Regions from separate parts of the Hordeum vulgare genome. Here all the other regions are linked to region 2. Evidence: chromatin contacts called from public Hi-C data. All regions are on one chromosome and are shown on one strand. Each heading gives the region's core, a stretch centred on a gene start, on an enhancer-like site or on the middle of the called end of the contact. The rest is flanking DNA. Distances are from core to core; before and after follow the strand shown. Region 1 holds the start of LOC123407628 (U-box domain-containing protein 35). Region 2 holds the start of LOC123407526 (pentatricopeptide repeat-containing protein At3g14580, mitochondrial-like). Region 3 has its middle 21 kb from the start of LOC123412097.

Evidence for each region. A called contact is a pair of places that touch in the nucleus more often than the background predicts.
Region 1: a contact with region 2 is called in a Hi-C map of leaf, with 5 times the contacts expected there. The contact joins the promoter of LOC123407628 here to the promoter of LOC123407526 in region 2. A contact is called at or near these places in 4 of 6 Hi-C or Micro-C datasets (leaf and seedling) and 1 of 1 datasets of contacts at active chromatin or transcription factors (embryo).
Region 3: a contact with region 2 is called in a Hi-C map of leaf, with 4 times the contacts expected there. The contact joins the enhancer-like site here to the promoter of LOC123407526 in region 2. A contact is called at or near these places in 2 of 6 Hi-C or Micro-C datasets (both in leaf).

The regions. Positions count from the first base shown.
Region 1 is chr7H:129,225,292-129,229,609 of MorexV3_pseudomolecules_assembly, forward strand. LOC123407628 (U-box domain-containing protein 35) reads left to right here and starts at 1,557. Exons shown (of 4, transcript XM_045100799.1): 1 at 1,557-2,062; 2 at 3,441-3,559; 3 at 3,674-3,789; 4 at 3,888-4,318. The coding sequence starts at 1,741. The coding sequence ends at 4,176.
Region 2 is chr7H:128,945,799-128,949,586 of MorexV3_pseudomolecules_assembly, forward strand. LOC123407526 (pentatricopeptide repeat-containing protein At3g14580, mitochondrial-like) reads left to right here and starts at 1,411. Exons shown (of 4, transcript XM_045100686.1): 1 at 1,411-3,149; 2 at 3,269-3,298; 3 at 3,483-3,749. The coding sequence starts at 1,626. The coding sequence ends at 2,717. It overlaps TRNAR-CCG (a tRNA gene), which reads right to left and starts at 1,316; the gene lies at 1,244-1,316.
Region 3 is chr7H:129,391,695-129,395,657 of MorexV3_pseudomolecules_assembly, forward strand. No RefSeq gene overlaps it. Among protein-coding and RNA genes, the nearest start is that of LOC123412097, 21 kb to the right of the region's middle. Within about 2 kb of position 2,182, at least 3 of the 3 cell types and tissues checked have open chromatin away from gene starts, as enhancers often do. A contact at or near this core is called in leaf, where this site is marked.

The DNA.
Region 1 (4,318 bases), core at 307-2,806, 280 kb after region 2:
CTCGTTTGAAAAAAATGCATCATGGATGTTGGTCATGAAGCTTAAGATCTGGGATGAGCAAACTTACATAGTTTTGTGACCCAAAACTGCACTTTTGAATTCATAGGACTAAAAGTGACACGCCTCCGATAGTTTTAGGACCTAAAACTATAGTTTTAAAGTAATAGGACTAAACTGACGCACCTCGATAGTTTTAGGACCAAAAACTACAGCTTGAAACTTATAGGACTAATTTGACACATCTTCGATAGTTCTAGTACTTGTAATGCATTTTACTCTAATTAAAACTCAGCTAGATGAGTTCTAGCAAAACCGTTAGAAAATACTACTTTAATTTTTCTGTAATAATAATACTAGCACCTTTTTATTACTACTAGCAAAAGGGTCCGTGCGTTGCAATGGAAGAAAAAATACCACATATTTTTAATCTTTTTATAATCATTTTGATTTATTAAAATAATAAGCTAACTAACTAATGTAGTCAGTCCTATCCTATTTTGTTGAGAAATCAACCCGTCCATTGTTAATTCCACCATGATGAGAAATTGAGCGGGACAAGCAAAGCAAAACAACGAGGCTACGTGAATTGATCAATGGACTGTTATCTTATTTCACTCATGGGGTAGAGAATGTGGGATCAGATGACAAACTGAAGGTGGTGTTCCATTCTCTCTCTCTACAACAATGCAATCTTACATTTAATACATTCATTCATCAGCAAACAAATTTCCACAAAACAAAATTTCTTGCCGGTGCTTGGCACACGGTTGGAGGCATGGGGAGGGGATCTCACCAGATGATGAGTTCCTGCCGGAGGAGGGGATACGATGAGGGGAGCAAGGGTTAGGCGCCTCTATCTGGCCATAAGGAGTCGCCGTTGCCGCGCCATAACCTCGGAGTTCCCCGTGTGAGCCATGGAGGCCCGCCTCCACCTGCAAGTACTTCGCTCCGTCGCGCCTTATCCGCGCGCCGCCGTCGTTCTGCATCGAGCAGACGCATCATCCCAAGTCGCTGTAGCTGTCGCGTTGATTTGATCCAGAAGCTCTGCTCGAGCGCCGAAACAGGGGCAGCAAGCGGGCAGAGGTACGACCACGGAGGCGGGTGGGTTGAGATCGACAACAGTGGTGGTTGAGGTCGGCCGCGGCAGCGAGTGGTGTGGCAGCGGCCTGGGCACATGCCAGGGTGGACCAGGGTCGACGCGATGCGCTCGAGCGCCGCAACGGGGCACTGAGCGGGGAGAGGTACAACCGCGGAGGCGGGTGGGTTGAGATCGGCAGCGGTGGCGGTTGAGGTCGGCCGCGGCGGCGAGTGGTGTGGCAGCGGCCTGGGTACAGGCCAGGGTGGCCCAGGGTCGACGAGAGGAGGCGATGCGTATGGGTATAATTTTTGCAGCGAACCGTTTTTTCCTTTTACGTTGTAGATAAATGATTAAGCGCGGGTTGAATAACAAAAATTACATTGGCTTTTTTATAAAAATGCCGTGGTGTGTTTTTTTACTACCCGCTTTATTATTAGGTATAGAGTATAGATATAGATAGATATACAAATCTTTAGGAAAAAGTCAAACTAGAACATATACACACGACCCCTTGCCCCTTCCAACTGGCCGCATTTGAGACGAAACAGAGTACACAAGACAAGGCCCTCCTCCTCCCTTCTCTCCATTGCTCCATCTCACGCCCACCACGAGCTAGCTACTACTACTGTCCCATCAGGGAGGCCGGCCAGGAAGATCGAGGCATGGCCGAGGCCGTCCGGGACGACCATCGCGGCGTGGTCGACATCGTCGAGGACGACGACACCGGCCTGCACCCGAGCAATCACGGCGACAGCACGTGGGAGATAGAGGAGCTGGAGCCGGAAGACCGGACGGCCGGGCCGCCTCCTCGCCTTTCTCCCCGGGCAGCGGCCACCTCCGACGCCGACGACGTGTACGTGGCGGTGGGCAAGGGCGGGTCCAGCATGGCGGCGCTGTCGTGGGCGCTGCGGCGGCTCGCGAGGCCGCGGAGCTTCGTCTACCTTGTGCACGTCTTCCCCGTCGTCGCCACCATCCCCACCCCATGTAATCAAGCAACCCTCTTCTCCCACTTTACTACCTCCTGAATCAAACCTTTTCTCCTGTCTGTTCACCTTAGCATTGTGAGATCGATGAAGCCATCCAAGCATTTACCAGCTGCCTGCATGCGGCAATCAAAACAGTAACGATTTTGCAACATGAATGAAAAGGTAAAAAGTTACTGGCAGTCAAAGTGTTACGTTAAGATCGACGGCTAACATTCCGAAACAGTTGGTAGGAACGTAGAAACAAGTCTGGTCTTGGATCGACCACCAATTGGTCCCAGAAAAGGGTGGTTGAAAACAAGGTCATGTTCTTGGACTGGCCTCAAGAGGATTTTTTGGCTTGTATGATTGGAACTTTTCAAAGGCGGCACCGCCAGTCCACCACACCTGGCTGGCTGCTAGGGGTTTTGGAGCTTCCGTGAAGAAGAACGACTGGAAAAGTCGGCCCGTCGCGAAGCTGCAATCGAGGAAGTTCTAAAGTGTTGTTGATGATGCTGACCTAGGTTTTCATCCACTGACTCGCACTTTTCGTTAATCATTTACTGATTATATGGCCCACTGTGCTTTTTCATGGATTGATTTGTTGTCGGACTCACACTTGTCAGTGTTAATTATACTGACTAGATGGACATAATGTTCTCCCAAGGACAACTACATGGTTAATTTGATGCTGTTACTTATCAGGTTCTTGCTTAAAAAGGAGATTAGAGTTACCATCTTACATCTCCAATGTTTTTCCTTTGGCAAAGTACATGTCTGATGATAGCCACAAAAGGGAGAGAATGAATGCTTTTGGTAGACCTTGTAGAGAAAAGGCATAGTGTTTGTGCTAGGTATCGTTTTCCAAGTATATATTCACAATCATTTTACAAAAAAAATAAATATTCTCAGCTATCAGATCAAACTTTTTAGCTCACGACTACTGGATATGTGGAGTATATGGGATGCCAAACTTTAGGCGTTAGGTTCCTGGGATGCCGAGGAGAGTAGGACGCATACCAGTCTCTGATGTTAGCCTGCCACTGAAGTGTGAACAAACCAAGACATTAAGATTCCATTCCTGATAGGTCTTTTTCCTATAGACGAAAACCCAATAAAGCCTTTATTATAAAGTTTATTCAGCACTTATATATAGGCAAATTTGCTTATAACTATTTCACTTTTTTTGGTCTTTATCATGAGGTCCAAGAAACAAATATATTATACTTTAATATTTTTACCGTTCGTACTTTTCTACGTAGGTTTTAACAGTTATGTCCTAAATATCAGAATTTTCTGAATTTGATCATTTGACTACTGAACAGCAATAAAGATTTCGTTAAAAGGCGTCTTTATGTTGTGAGGAATCTGACACATGTGGCATCAATTTTCTGAAATAGTAGGAATGATGCCTAAGAGACAAGCAACGCCAGAGCAGGTAGAAACTTACATGAACCAAGAGAGATCCAAGAGGCGAGAGATGCTGCAAAAATTTCTGGACCACTGTCGCAACTTTCAGGTAAACTGGCTGCATCAGTTCTTTGCAATAAATTGATGAATAAATAAAAATCTTATTGCACTTTACATGCCAAATTTCATAGTAGTACATTTCAATTGTTGCAAATATGTTCAGGTTAATGTCGATGTGTACCTCATCGAGAGTGATCAAATTGCCGATGCGGTCACTGAACTTATCCCTGTTCTGAACATAAAGCAGCTAGTACTGGGGGTTGCGAAGTCCAACTTGCGGTGAGGTCTATATACCATGAAGCATGAAAATTAGCAGGATTTCAAACGTTTGCTTCAATTTGCCAAATATATATGTACTTAATTTTGAGTGGGTACAGGAAGTTGAAGAAAGGAAACACAATAGCAGGACAGATACAGAAGAATGCACCTCTCTACTGCGAAGTCAAGATTGTCTGTGATGGCAAAGAAGTTACGGCGGCGACGACTACTGATCCAACGCCACCATTCTCACCTTCCCCTGTAAATAACAACAGCAGATCTCGCACCCCGACACCGCCATCATCTACGCCAAATCGCGATAGCATGGAGGCAGTTCATGGCAAAAATGATGACAAAACCAAAGAAAGAAGGAAGATTCCCAAGTTTCTGAGGTGCCTGTCATCCTGATTGCTCTTCCAGTCGCTTTCACAGCTGGAATGCTGTATGCGCCCATCTTCAGGTAGCAAAAAGTTTGTGATTAAAAGTTTTGCCATATTTTGAATTTTAAACTTCTCGATCTATGGTGTACAAATGAGATAATTTACCTTAC
Region 2 (3,788 bases), core at 161-2,660:
ATTTGGTTGACCTTATTCCAGCTCATTCTACAAGCCAGCAAAAGAACTGGTCCCTATAATGATTCAGAAAGACAAAAGAAATATACCGTTCTTCCCTGATTGCCCGGGAGTGCATATCAAATCACTACTGATTGCCCGGGAGTGCATATCAAATCACTGTGTGCATTTTAAAACCGATCTGAAAAACCATAGCGAATATAAATTGAACCGAACCAATTTTATGGTTTTTATGGTTTATGGTTCCGATATACTATGAACTTTTCATACTGTTTTGAATTTTGGTTTTTATGGTATATATAAAAAAACCGAATGGATAACAGAATAAACCGAAATAAAAAACATATTTATATATCTTGGGGCAAATAACCATACAAGTAGTTATTTTTTGGACAAAAGCTAGATTTCCTGTTAAGCGCATCTATGTTTCTTGTAACATAGTCATATTTCTCGTGAAAAGAATTCCAAGCACGTCCATGACCATTGAATACATGCATGCATATACACTTGCATATAGTTATATACTCTTTGTATAAAAGAATATGTGAACTGAGTCACAAATTTGTAAATTGTTATGTGTCACTTTCCAATTCGTGTAAACTTTGATTTTTATGGTATATACCAATTCATGCCAAAATAATTTGGTATATATCGAAACCGAACCGTATCTAAAATTCATACCGTATTTACCGAAGTATTAATACTGTTCAAACTGAAAAACATATAAATCGAGCCATGTAAACCGAATAAACCGAACGCACAAAGTGAATACCAAAGACTGGAGACATTTTCTTTGGATTCCTTGTGTGTTTGGGCCCACACCCTCAGCCCATTGAAATCGAAATTAGATTAGTGCTGCAACAACTGTGTCGATTCTTGTCTCAAAAAAAAAAAGCTGTGTCGATTCAATACGGATAGAACTTATGAGGTTAGTGATGCGAAATGTGTTACTACTTGGTTGTTGGTGGCGCGTATCCTCAATGCAATTATATAAATGGAAAATGGCAAGGATTCGCCCTTTACCATTGAAACCAGCAATGAAAAAACACTAACATAAACTATTGACCGGAGCCGAGGCATTGTTAATTATGAAGATCACAAATCATAAGAAAAATGTGAAGGGAAGACTAGCGAGGGAGACTGACCACAAAAGTATCTTAACTGTTTAAAGCTTTCTTAAGTCTAAATCAATTCAGGAAACAAAAGAAAAGAAAAGAAAGAAAAGAAAAAAAAGAAAAAAATTGAACGACCACGCTGGGACTCGAACCCAGAATCTCCCGCTCCGGAGGCGAGCGCCTTATCCATTAGGCCACGCGGTCATGTTGTGAGATGTCTCATAATATAGTTTATATATTAGTTTACACAAACCACACGAGTTGGGCTTTCCCTAAGAAAGAGCCCAAGGCCCACCATGCTACTAGGCGCACATCGCCGCCGCCCAGCGACGCCTCCGCCTCCGCCTCTCTTCTCCTCAGTCCTCACCCATTCGCCGCCGGCCACCGAACCTCCCCCAGCGCAGTCCACCTCCTTCCTTGCCACGCACACCCCCACCTCCCCGATAAACTCTCCAACCACTTCTCGAGTAGTCCAGCCCCGCCCCCATCCGATTCCCACTTCCCGGCGGCAGCATGTCGAGACCCCTGGCGCGGCGCGCGGTTCCCCCATTCCTGAGGCTGCGCTCCACGGCCTGCGACGACGGCCACTGGATCGGCCGGCTGGACCACAGGGACTGGCTCGCCCCGAACGAGGTGCTCAAGATCTTCGCGAGCATCAGGGACGCCGCTCTGATAACCAGCGTCTTCAGGAAGGCCTGCGCCCGGAGGGACTACAAGCCCAGCGAGGCCCTCTACGGCCTGATGATCGACCGGCTCGCCGGCGCCCGGCGGTTCGGCGACGTGGAGGAGCTGCTGGCCAGGGCGAGGGCCGAGCGGTTCAGGTTCTCGGACGACTTCTTCTACAGGCTCATCAAGATGTACGGCAATGTGGCCAACCACCCCGAGAAGGCCATGGAGACGCTCTACGCGATGTCCGAGTACGGCTGCTGGCCGTCCACCAAGACCTTCAACTATGTGCTCCACATGCTCGTGTGCAGGCGGCAGTACGAGGTTGTCCACGAGGTGTACTCCAGCGCGCCCAGGCTGGGCGTGGAACTGGACACCTGCTGCTTCAACATCCTTATCAAGGGGCTGTGCCAATTTGGGAGATTCAACGAGGCCCTTTCGCTGCTGGATGAGATGCCGAAGCAGGACTGCCGGCCTAATGCGATGACCTATTCGACCCTGATGCATTTCCTCTGCCGGAACTGCCGGGTGGATGAGGCGTTCGAGCTGTTTGAGAGAATGCGCAAGGAGGAAATCGATGCGGATACGGTTGTTTACAATATATTGGTATCTGGTCTCTGCAGAGAGGGAAGGGTGACCTCTGCATATGATCTGTTCAAGTCGATGTCGTCTCAGGGCTGCCATCCTAATTCAGGGACTTATCAGGTACTTCTTGATGGCCTTGTGGCCTCAAAGAACTTTGTGGAGGCGAAGGACCTGGTTGGTATGATGAGTGCTGAAAGTCTGAGACCTAGTTTCTCATCTTACAAGCTGCTAATTGATGGCTTCTGTAGTGTTAACTGCTTAGATGATGCACATCATGTCTTGAAGCAAATGGTGGACCAAGGTTTTGTTCCTCGGATGAGTACTTGGACAAAACTTCTTACATCCTTATGCTGAAATGTATGTTCATGCCCGTGGACCTGACAATACACTTGAGCAATGAGATTATTTTGTTACTGGAACTAGTGAACCAACCTGCTTTCTGCGTGGATTTGCATATTGAAGCCAGATCTTTTTCCGTATGGGGATTTAGCAATATCGGGTCTCAGAACGACCAAGTTCTGTTTACTGATGACCCATATACTGATGTACTTGAGAACTGAGCGCTAGCTCGGTTGGCTTGAAGCTCATGGGTGTGAGCTCGCCCACCCATGTCCAACCCGCAGGGAAGTCTCATTTTCTACCTAACTAACGGACAGTTAAAGGAGGGGCTCTTCCCCCTTTAGCCAACATTTATATACTTGTATACCTTGGTAGCCTGTTGGTTTTGTCTCTGATTTCAACATAGTGCAGGCTCCGCATTCCTCCAGTTTAAATGTGAAAATATTGGTAAGCTCATGACATTATGTTCTTTCGTTACAACTCAATATGACAATTTTTTGTATGTCTGACATTTGAAATGTGTGACATTTTTCGTTTCTCTGGACCGTACTGCTATTGAATTCCAGGCAAACAGTATGAAAGATGCATGCCATGAGGTAGCTGTTCACCTTTTATATACGAGTACCCTTTAAGCGCAGAACATCATGTTGTTTGTGATGCAGTTCTTACATTGTTCTCACCTTCTCGGTGAGACAGAATGTCCCTTAATAGCTCCTTTTCTCTTTCCTTGACTGTTTAATTGTTTAACTTGTCCTAATACTAATATAATTCTGTTCCTAGGTTCATAACCATCTTCCCAACTTTTATCTTTTGGGGCTTATAAGCTGATCATCTCTTGGAGTAAACATTAATCTCTTTACTCAAGTTGCCGTAGATCTGGTTTCAAGATAAGAATTGAGTCCATATAGAGATGGAATCTGCAAGGCCATGGCTTTGAGCTCACCGGCAACAACTAGGCCAAGGGCCACTACACCGAGGGCGCTCAGCTCATCGACTCTGTTCTTGACGTCGCCCGCAAGGATGCCGAGAAGTGCGACTATCTCCAAGGTAATAATCATACCATCTCGTCTCCCTCTCTCTTCGTGT
Region 3 (3,963 bases), core at 932-3,431, 450 kb after region 2:
CCCCGCGCCACCCTCCTCCGGCGACACGGGTCGACTCCCTCGAGCGCCGCCAGGCCTCCTCCCCTCCCCTTCTCGTCTCTCTGCTGTCGGAGGAGCTCCGCCGATGAAGCCCGGGCGAGCTCCGGTGAGGGCGGCTACGGGGCCTCTCCCTGGCGCCCATCATTCTTCTCCTCCCCTCCTTGTTGGGTGCGGGGCTGCGTGTGCCCGATCTGTGAGGTACGACGACGGGGAGCAGCGGCGGTCCATGGCGGGCTGCTGGCACATGCCGGTGTTGTCGTGGTGGCCCAGGCGCGTGGTGCGGTCCGTCGGGGCTGACGACCACATCTGAGCGTCATGCACTCCTTGGGCGCGGCGGGGGGGTGGGTGGCTGGTGGTGGTGTCGTGGTTGTGCTGGCCTGGGCCGTGCTCTGGTGCACGTGGTGGCCACGTTGGCTGGTGCGTCGAGATCTCTAGGAACGGCGGCGGCATGACCAGATCGGTCGGCGATGGCGCGGCCGGATCTCGGTCCAAACATGGGCCTTGGTCCTTGGATTCCGGTCGGCGCGGTGGCGGGTGCGGCACGTTGGTAGTTGGGCGGATCTGTCGGGATTCTACCCTTGTCTGGTCCATTACAGCGCGCACAACTCCGGAGGAAACCCTAGATTTCCTCAAGATCGAGCGATGGCAATGCTTTTGTGTCGTAGTCCCTCTTCCGTTGAAGGGATCAATGACGCCGGCATCGCGCGCCTAGTGGCGCAACTGTCGATGAAAATCGCGCCAACTACGGTCATGACGAACAATGGTGACGTCTTTGATGTCGTTCCTTTGTCGAGGCATCGTCGTTGCAGTTTGCGTCATCAGGCTCGGGATGCTCCAGGGGAAACCCTAGATTTGGGTCTTCCGGATCGTACGATGATGTCGTTTGCAATATCGCTTTTCCTTATGGGGGCATCATTTTGGAGCAAGTGATGGATGGAGGGGACAAGACGAGTAGCAGTGTTGCATCTACCGCAGGGCCGAAGACGGATCACGACGGCATGGTGCTGCGGAGTTTTGACGACGGGCGCGTGTGGATGGACACGTGAAGGATGGTGGCGTTGTCTGACGTCGTGGTGGCGTCGACGACAGGCCAGGCAAGGTCGATGCGTCAGTCCCTGCTCTGGAGATGGACAGGCGGAAGATGGCGGCAGCAGTGAAAGTGTGTCGACCCAGTCCCGATATGTGGCTGGGTTGGAGCATCCTGCTATAGATGTTAGGTATTGATGCCATGTGTATTTGATATTAGGTCCGAATATTTGACACTCCTTCATCAAGAGGATAGGAGTAGCAATATGTGTTGGCTAAATGACGGATCCAAACTGAATAATGTATTATCTTGTATAATCCTTATAAATAATTAATAGAATGACTTCACGGTGTTTAGATGAAAAGACCGGAGTACATCCTCCTTTTAAAAAAAAGCGCATCTCAGTCATGACAAAACACAAACGGATCGAGCAGAGCGCAAGGCCACATGCTCATTATCCTCTCACTGACACACCCTACTACTCTAAAACCAAATCCAAGTTAATGACCACCGTCTCAAAACATCACCAATAAGAGTCACACACTGCAGTAGCGAGTAGGTGCTGCCGGCTGTCAAGTGGCATTCAGGGTGGCCCAGCGCAAACATTACTTTTTTGTGGTGACAATGCGAAAGACACGGCCCATTGAGTTTTTTCCTTCCTTCTCTTTGTAAACATGACATGGTCCATTTTAGTTGGACCCCATGAATTAGAGTTGCACCAGTGTGCGAATTAAGCGGGTTCGGCATCATAGTCATGCAGGGCGGTGATGATGATAGCAGCCTACAGCAGTTCATAGCATTAAGAGCGGGACCATCATAAACGGTGCTAACATCTCAGTCAGGTTAATTGCCTCCTCTAGTAACTCACAAGTCCTAACATTGCTCAACTTGAGTTGACTTGAACCCACCGAGTCTCAAGTCTCAACCAATCGAAATTCCCACGCATCGCGCCTTGGACCATCGAAGCTCCGAGGATAAAACAAGATCCGTTTAGCAGCATGCTTTGCATCTTAACTCGTTTGTATCTTATGCAAGATGTCAGTGTGCATAGATTATCAGCATAGCCCATACTAGCGTGTGTGGCCTAGGCAGATTGTTCTGAGAAGAGTGAGCCAGCCAGCCAATGTCCACGTGACCACACAGAGTTTTACGAGTTATCTGTGGGGGCTGGGCTTACTGAGACGAACCAAGATCAATGTGGGGACCCTGGAATCCCGAGAAGAAAAATCCTCTCACTTGGAGAACGCAACGCGATGCAACAGTTAGAAAGGCGGGCATCCAATGCATCCATCCATCCATCCTCTGATGATTTGCCAAAGAGCACGTGATGCGACGGGCCTAATCAGACGGCTTTATTTAATTATAATTACGTGGTGAGCATGCAGACACATAGTATGGTTTTGCGGTGGTGCCGCCGTCGAAATCAAACACGGCGTTACGACTTTGTTTGCGTCCAATCCAATGAATGTGGATGGTTGGATAGATAGATACCGGGGCATGTTCATGAACCGCCGCAGCGGCCGAACGCTGCTGCTGAAGAAAATGGTCCCCGGTTTGGAAAATTTTGCTGAAGAAATCGACACCTAGAGATGTGGTACAGTCCTGAAGGAAAACATTGCACATTGGCAATGAAAAATGCCTATCATCTTTGATACAGTGTCATCCAAGGGTCTTCTGCTCCCAACTTGTGCCGTGGAGGGTGGCCTGTGGGGCAAACTCACAACTCACAATCTATGTTTAAACAAAAAGCATCTATGATAATTTCATGTACGTTTCGCAACCTTGCTAGGCGACTCCACAAGAGCAAGACTCCGGCCCTCTTCTTCAAGCTTGATATCCGCAAGGTCTTCGACACCGTCAAGTGGGAATATTTGCTCGAGCTACTACAACGGGGAGGTTTCCCTAGCAAATTCAGGGACTGAATCGCAGCACTCCTTACACTAGTAGAAAAAGGGCATTTAGCCTCGGTTCGGATGGACCATTAGTCCCGGTTCTCGAACCGGAACTAATGCTAGCCCCGGTTCGGCCCCGAACCGGGGCTAATGGCCTTCCACGTGGCGGGGCGGGGAGCGAGGGGGGAGGGGTATTAGTCCCGGTTCGTATTACGAACCGGGGCTATTTCTTCGCTGTTATTTTTAAGAAATTTTTGGGTTTAGGGTTTTGCACTAAATTGGATGGGGCTATTTTGCTGTTCCCTATTTTTCCATTTATTTCTTTTGGGCATTTTTTAATTTTTGTTTTGCATTAAATTGGATTGCACATACACAACAATAAAGAAACAACTATATTGCACATCGTCACGAATATATTACACCATCTCATATCCGTCGTGCTTTGTCGAACGTAATTACAAAATGTAGACACGAGTTACATGCACATATATGCATCTCCTTTACACTATATCATTTCATATCTTTTCCATCAAATGGCAATAGTATTCTCCCTTGGGATCTAGGACCTCTGCATCAAAGAATCTGGCAACTTCCTCTTGAATTGCTCGTACACGTTCCTGTGGTAGAAGACCGTCCCGCAACCGTTCGATCTAATTTAAAGAATGGGTCAATATATATTTCAATGAAACCGAACACAATTCACGGTAATAAAATAAAGATGTGAGTATTGTTTATCGTACTTCGATTTTTTGATGTCTCGTGTTTTGCCCTTCTCATGGGTCGTCTGGCGAATGAACTCGCAAACATAGTATCCACATAAATTGTTCTCGTGTTCCTCCCTCAAGCACTTTACGAGAACAGAGTTCAATCAAAAACATAATCAAGAATTGTAATGGTATTGAAACTAGAATAAAGAGATGCGCGGATCTAGCTAGTAGTTACTTACATTTATTTGTTTAAATGTAAGCTCTGGCTTTCAATCACCCCGAGTCTTGGCGGTGAACCGTTTTCAAGCCCTGCCAAGAA